Linked DNA regions of Mus musculus: region 2 is linked to region 1. A link is a contact called in public HiChIP or PLAC-seq data. All regions are on one chromosome and are shown on one strand. Each heading gives the region's core, a stretch centred on a gene start, on an enhancer-like site or on the middle of the called end of the contact. The rest is flanking DNA. Distances are from core to core; before and after follow the strand shown.

What was found. HiChIP or PLAC-seq counts read pairs in DNA pulled down with a chosen protein or histone mark.
Region 2: an H3K27ac HiChIP or PLAC-seq map of heart atrium shows a contact between it and region 1, with 4 times the contacts expected there. The contact joins the enhancer-like site here to the promoter of Dusp27 in region 1. A contact is called at or near these places in 17 of 39 promoter capture datasets (the 3T3-L1 cell line, 3T3-L1-derived adipocytes, the C10 cell line and 14 more), 3 of 484 Hi-C or Micro-C datasets (the G1E-ER4 cell line, pre-B cells and thymic regulatory T cells), 6 of 115 datasets of contacts at active chromatin or transcription factors (the HPC-7 cell line, T-cell acute lymphoblastic leukemia, embryonic stem cells and 2 more) and 4 of 9 other capture datasets (adipose tissue, liver, macrophages and 1 more).

What each region holds. Positions count from the first base shown.
Region 1 is chr1:166,126,297-166,129,364 of GRCm38.p6, forward strand. It overlaps Dusp27 (dual specificity phosphatase 27 (putative)), which reads right to left and starts at 1,602. Exons shown (of 6, transcript NM_001160049.1): 1 at 1,496-1,602; 2 at 774-903. The coding sequence starts at 883.
Region 2 is chr1:166,022,570-166,025,637 of GRCm38.p6, forward strand. No RefSeq gene overlaps it. Among named protein-coding and RNA genes, the nearest start is that of Pou2f1, 21 kb to the left of the region's middle. Within about 2 kb of position 1,617, at least 14 of the 459 cell types and tissues checked have an H3K27ac peak or open chromatin away from gene starts, as enhancers often do. A contact at or near this core is called in heart atrium and neural stem cells, where this site is marked.

The DNA.
Region 1 (3,068 bases), core at 352-2,851:
GCTGTCTTCCTTCACCAGAGAGCTTTGAACACTGAGAAGCAGAAGCCAGTGAGGGAGACTCCAAGAGAACTCAGGAACACTTGGGTGAAGACGAAGCCATGGATGCTTAGAAGTCAAGGTTCTGAGGGCAAAAGTGTAGAGGGAAGATCAGCATGCTCTAAGGCCCTGGTTCAGTCCCCCGTCAGGTGAGAAGTGGGGGAGGAAACAGTTCCCTGCGATACCTTAGTTGAGCTTCTCTTTTGATTGACAGGGAGACAGACATGGGCTCAAGACCTTAGTGATTCTTCACATCATTTGTCAACAGAGCTATGGTACTACGGTAGAACAGAAACAGGTCTCTGTTCTCAGTCGTGACAGAAGAAAACGGGAATATATGGTATTTTCTTTAAAATCAACACCTCCATTGTGGTACAAAATAATTTTAGTACCAGGGCTTGGCCCTTGGTCCTCATTCCTTCTTCATCTCTCCTCTTAGACTTTCTGGCATCTCAACCCCATATCCAGCCCTGGTCCTGGTGAATCAAGTGCATCCTGTCGGTTGACCTGCCAAATTCCTACTTCCAGGTTCAGGCCAGCAGCAGCACCTCCCAGAAGCCTCTGGTCTTTCCCTGTGTGCTTGTCACCCCTCCCCCACCCTACCAGCCCACAGCACCACACATTCTGGAGAGACCAACGTCTAGCTCTCACCACCACGCCTCAGTCCACCATCCTGGGGAATAGAGCCCAGCGTCATGCTGACTGGCTCCTATGACACTCAGCAGTGGCCCACTTACTGGCTTGGGGAGGGACTCCGGAGATAGCGGGCCTGTACAGCTCTCACATCTGCTTCATCCTCCTCGTTTGGAACTACCTGCTCCTCCTCTGCGTCTCCACCGGTAGCCATGTCAGCCTGTCAGCCTCTGTCTGCCTGACAGGAAGAGGTTGTTTAGGGAATTAGATTCCATAGGCTTTGTAGGGGGAGGGGGACGTGTCACCAATGTCACCTTGGTGGACTGAGAATGGGGAGGGGAGGGCGTGCTAATACCCGAGTGGGTAAAGGAGCCATAGGGAAACCAAGAAGATGAAGGCCGACTGTCCTTAGAAGGATACCATGAGGTGACACAATATGTAAGAAGTGACATCTTGACTCCTTTCGTGGATATTAACAGGGAAGCAGAGAGGAAAAGCAAAGGTTTATTTTAACTGTAGTGTGGGAGGTTTGTGAAAGGCGGTGGATTCCCCAGACTAAAAAGGACATTTGAAGTCCCCCTTCCAACTACATTAATGTACACACCTTTTATCTTACTGGAAGGGAAAACAGGCTCCCTTCAGTGATATTTATTGACTCTGTGTCATTCAGGGCCTTGGGCTGAAGGTCCACCCCATAGCCTACCTATTAAGGCACAAAAAGTCCCTGATAGCTAGTCCCAGCTATGGCTGTGGCCTGACACTCAGGGCAGACTGGCACCCCTGAAGTCTAAGTCCCAGCTCACCACAGAAGGGAACGAACACTCACCTTGTGCTGGTGTGTCCTCACCAAGGACCAAGAACCCCAGGAAAGTGACCAGAAGTTTGGTCTAGAGAGGGACGGGAGCTTTCTCTTCTCTGGTGTGCTTCTGCTCTGAGGGACAGCTGTTAACAAGAAACCTTAGCCAGTCTCTAAATTTAGCCTCTGGCCCCATAGGATGGCAGCTCTCTGGGAGGAAGGAATGCAGGCTTCACTTAACCCTTTCCCTTCCGGCTGATTCTCAGACATTGATGTTTAGCAGTGGGTTTAGAACAGGCTCATGCTGTGACACAAGGACCTAGAGAAAACCATCTCCCGCAGGAGGCTGGCTCCTCAAAGCACTTTCTGAAAATAATCCAAATCAGCACATTTGGAACGAACTTAACTTTACCTCATAGCATCTTGGAGGAAGCCTAGGAAAGGAAAATACCAATTATACAGAACAGGTTGGCCCTCAGCCAGGCATGGGGAGAACACCATGTTTTGATTAAAGAGAAGTCATGGCTTGAGACCAGCCTGACAACAAGTTGTACCTTCCCTTCATATCTCTGCCTCACCATTCATGGCCCTGGTAGTGGCCAGTTGCAACTAGGGAGTAACGTAAGAATTCGGAAGACTTGATAAACTCCAAAAGACTCATGACCCACTCTATGGTGGAACTCATGACATTCTGCCACCATCCTTGCAGTCCCCAACTGCCCACAGTTAACCCTCTCATGCTCGACGTCCTGAGAGTCCGTGCATCCTTCCTTCTACCTGCCTCCATGCTTCTGGTGGCTTCCAGTTCACCCTCTCCACAGTGACCCCTCCCCTATCCATCCATCTTTCCATCTGCCTCCACGTTTGTAAATATTTCTTAGTTACCTCCTATGCACTGGGCACTGTACCTGACTAAGTTAGTTAGACTCATAGCCCTTGTCTTCCTAGCTAGATGGAAACGTGCCCAGAGTAGTAGCCTCAGAGATTGGCTGAATGAATGAATGAGCTCACAGTTTATTAGGAGGCATTAGACAGAGACTAAATATAGCTGAAGTGTAAGAGTGGAGTTCCTGCCCTAGAAGAGACTCAGAGCGCTGCACTGAATCTCAAGAAGGAGCAAGTTCTGAGCTGCGAAGCCAGGGAAGGCTTCGTGGGAGACATGATGTAGGAGCAGGCCTTTAAAGGATAAGCTGGATAAAATATAATGGGTATAATAGTGGGGAGGGGCTGCCGAGAGAGCACAGTGCACAGTCCTGCAGCAGGAAAGAACGAGCCGCAGCCGGCTAGATGTCTAAGTAGAGACAGAACAGAGGTTACACACCCTGGAAGATAACTCTTAAAAGGGAAGGGACGTTGAAGAGTGAATCCTAGCACACCTTACAGGACAATTTAAGGAGCAGATGGACGTCCGTTCATTTCTTAAGGGCTGCAGAGTCAGCAAGAGAGCCAGAGTAGAGACCCAGCATCAGGGGGTCTGTCCTGAGTAAGATAACCTGACGACAGTGTCCAGAAACTGGAAAATCATCATATACAGTAGGAGAAGGCTAAACTGTGACTAAGCAAAGTGTAACAGGTGAAAAGCAATAAGTTTGTAAGCCAACTA
Region 2 (3,068 bases), core at 367-2,866, 100 kb before region 1:
GATTCCAGGATCCATCCATACGAATCAGGCCTACTAATGAATAAGTAGTGTCTTACACTTAGTAATACATAGTGTCTTATGTATGGTCATATAAATGGGCAAACTAAGACCAAAACTCAGTTTCTCTTCAGTCTATTGTCATTGCAGTAAAATTACATTATATAGGGAGATATTAATACTCTGGTTTAGCATTCAAAGACACTAGAGTTGATTATAAAGTTCTGAGCTCAATAATGTTCACAGCAAAACTGGATGTTTTATACAACACAATGGAAATAAAATTTACTGCAGCTATGAACAGGCATGAGAAAAAGGCCCCAGACATGGGAGTGCCATAGACTATATATATTACAAAGATGAGATAAATACACACTGAGCAATCCTCAGCTGAGTTGTTACGATATCTGACTAATTGTAATTTCAAGAAAAATCTAAGCTCAACACTATTTCAATGGCTGGAGAGATGGTTCAATCATTAAGAGCAGTTACTGCTCATGCAAAGAATAACAATTTGGTTCTCAGAATGCAGTTCACAACTGTCTATATCTCCATTTCAGGGCATCTAATGCCTTCTGGCCTTTACAGGCACCTGCATACACATACTGCACAGAAACGAATGCAGGTACACACATAAACTGAAAGTAAATAAATAATGTTTTAAATCCTCTATTGCAAAGGCCAAGAACATTTGGATAGTGCCAGTATGACATCAGTTGTGACATAAACCAGTCATGAGGTCCAAGTCATTAACCTGAGCACTTGGAAGGCAGAGACAGGTGGATCTCCGTGAGTTCAAGGCCATCTTGGTCTAAGTAGTGAGTTCCAGGCCAACCAAGGCTACATAGGGAGAGCCTGTTTCAAACAAGCAATTATGGTATGAGACGTCAAGCTTTCATGATAGCACAGAAATAATTATCACCTAGCTTTAGCTAATATAGAATCTCCTGCCTATGGTGGACACACATTCAGCTTTTGGAAAATTTGTATTAGTATACTCTGTATGCAAATCAGTATTAAAATGTAAGACAAGATTAGTAATTAATAGGTAAGCAGTGACATAAAATGACCTTTGAAAATGATAGAGAGAGAGAGAGAGAGAGAGAGAGAGAGAGAGAGAGAGAGAGAATGGTGCCACGTGCCTTTAATCCCAGCACTTGGAAGGCAGAGGCAGGCAGATTTCTGAGTTCGAGGCCAGCCTGGTCTACAGAGTGAGTTCCAGGACAGCCAGGGCTACACAGAGAAACCCTGTCTCGAAAAACCAGAAAGAAAAAAAAAAGAGAGAATGATAGCAAAAGTAACAGCTACAAAATCATTCACTGTGGTATAAACTGTGAATATCTAGGTAGTAGAGAGACTGTAGTGTTCCCAGTGTAGGTCAGAGGTTCAGACACTGCAGCCACACTCTTCTTAGCTGGTAGTGTTATCTTTGAATACAAAAAGGCAAGAAGGTACAAATTATTCAGTCAGCTGTGGCCATCAAAGGCCAAACATCTTTTTCTTCCAGCTGGAGTCACCTGCCTGACTACACAAAACCCAGCACTCAGGGCAGCTGAGTGGCAGGGCACTCCACCCCACTACTTAGCCCGAGTCACCTCTGAGAGAACAGACAGGGATTCTTACAGCTTTACACTCTGCCTTTGTTGGTTGTTTCCTAGGTGACAAAGTGTTCTGTCCTCTGCTGTAAATAACGGCAGGAGCAAAGCAAAGGGTCTGACCCTTTCCTCCTCCGCTGTCAGCCTCTGTCCAATTCAGCTGCACGCTCCTTGGGAGACAAGATGGGAAACCCTGTTTCTTAGACTTGTGCTGTTCTTTAAAAAAAATTTTTTTGATATGTTTTATGTACATGTAGAACTTTATATCAGTCACAGAGCTTTGCAGCTAATAATTCAGAGGCCTCCTGTTCTCATGCCTACTGCATTCCAAAATATTTTCTAAGAAGAAGAATATACTTGAAAACTGTTGGAGGTTGTATTGTATGTGCTTTATTTATATGTCACTAAGTATCCCCATGGTAGGATTCTGTTTTCCCAAGCTATTGACATGAGAGTTTGCATGTGACAGGTTTTGGCCAGAAGTATTATCTGAAGTGACATGTGCCATAGCCGCTTAAAGGCTAAGAGTAACTCTCATGGGTCTGCCACTGTCCTGCCCTCTCTGTGCCCCCATCACGAGGACACAACAGTCTAGGTTGTGGGTGCCCTTGGATCTCAAGTGAGGAAGACGTCTGAAGCATGGCCACAACGCACTGAGCATGGCTTGCAGTAAAAGTGAGAAATAAAGCTCTGGTGGATACAAGTCTCCAATAACTGGGTCTGCTACACAGTGGCACATGGCCTCTGTTCTGTGCTGTAGCAAAACCAGGCAATCATTTTCCAGCACTGTACCCGTTCCTTCCACTGTGCTTAGCCTTCTTCCCCTTGCTCCCCAAGGTCAAAGGTTGTCCCACTCACAGCCTTTGTAAAGTTTCCCTTCCCATCTGTCCAACGTGAGTATGCACTCCGATCTTTCAGTCTATGCTGCGTTTAGCCCTTTGCACACAGCCCTGGTGCTAATTATCTTCTTGTACACATACTTTACTCTCTCACAAGCCCAGGGAAGCAGAAACCATAACTGATACTTGGTGTCATGCTTGTTGCATGGCAGACATGGAAAGCACAGATGAATGTTGTTTTCCTACCGATGGTTTGTTGGTTTAGATGAACACCCATTGTCAGTTATCTCCTTCTTAGGTTCTTGAAAACAAAGACTAAAACTCCGAAGGAGCCAGATTGTAGGCATTTCATGGCCTAGTCTTGTCATAGCACAGCTCATTACAGGCACACGCTGAGATTTGAAAATTGAACATACCACTCCTGATAATACCTGGGATCCTCTGTGAATTAAGTTCTGTTTGTTGTGATGTGTGCAGCTAGGCAAATAATGTCAGAATTTATCAAATTCACCTGAGATAGAGTTAGACTTTAGCCATCCTATTAGGACCCTTTGCAACTTATTTAAAGTCCCAACAAGCACAAGGAGTTGCAGCATCTTCTATAACTCTTATAGAAGAAATTTTAATTTTTAAATTT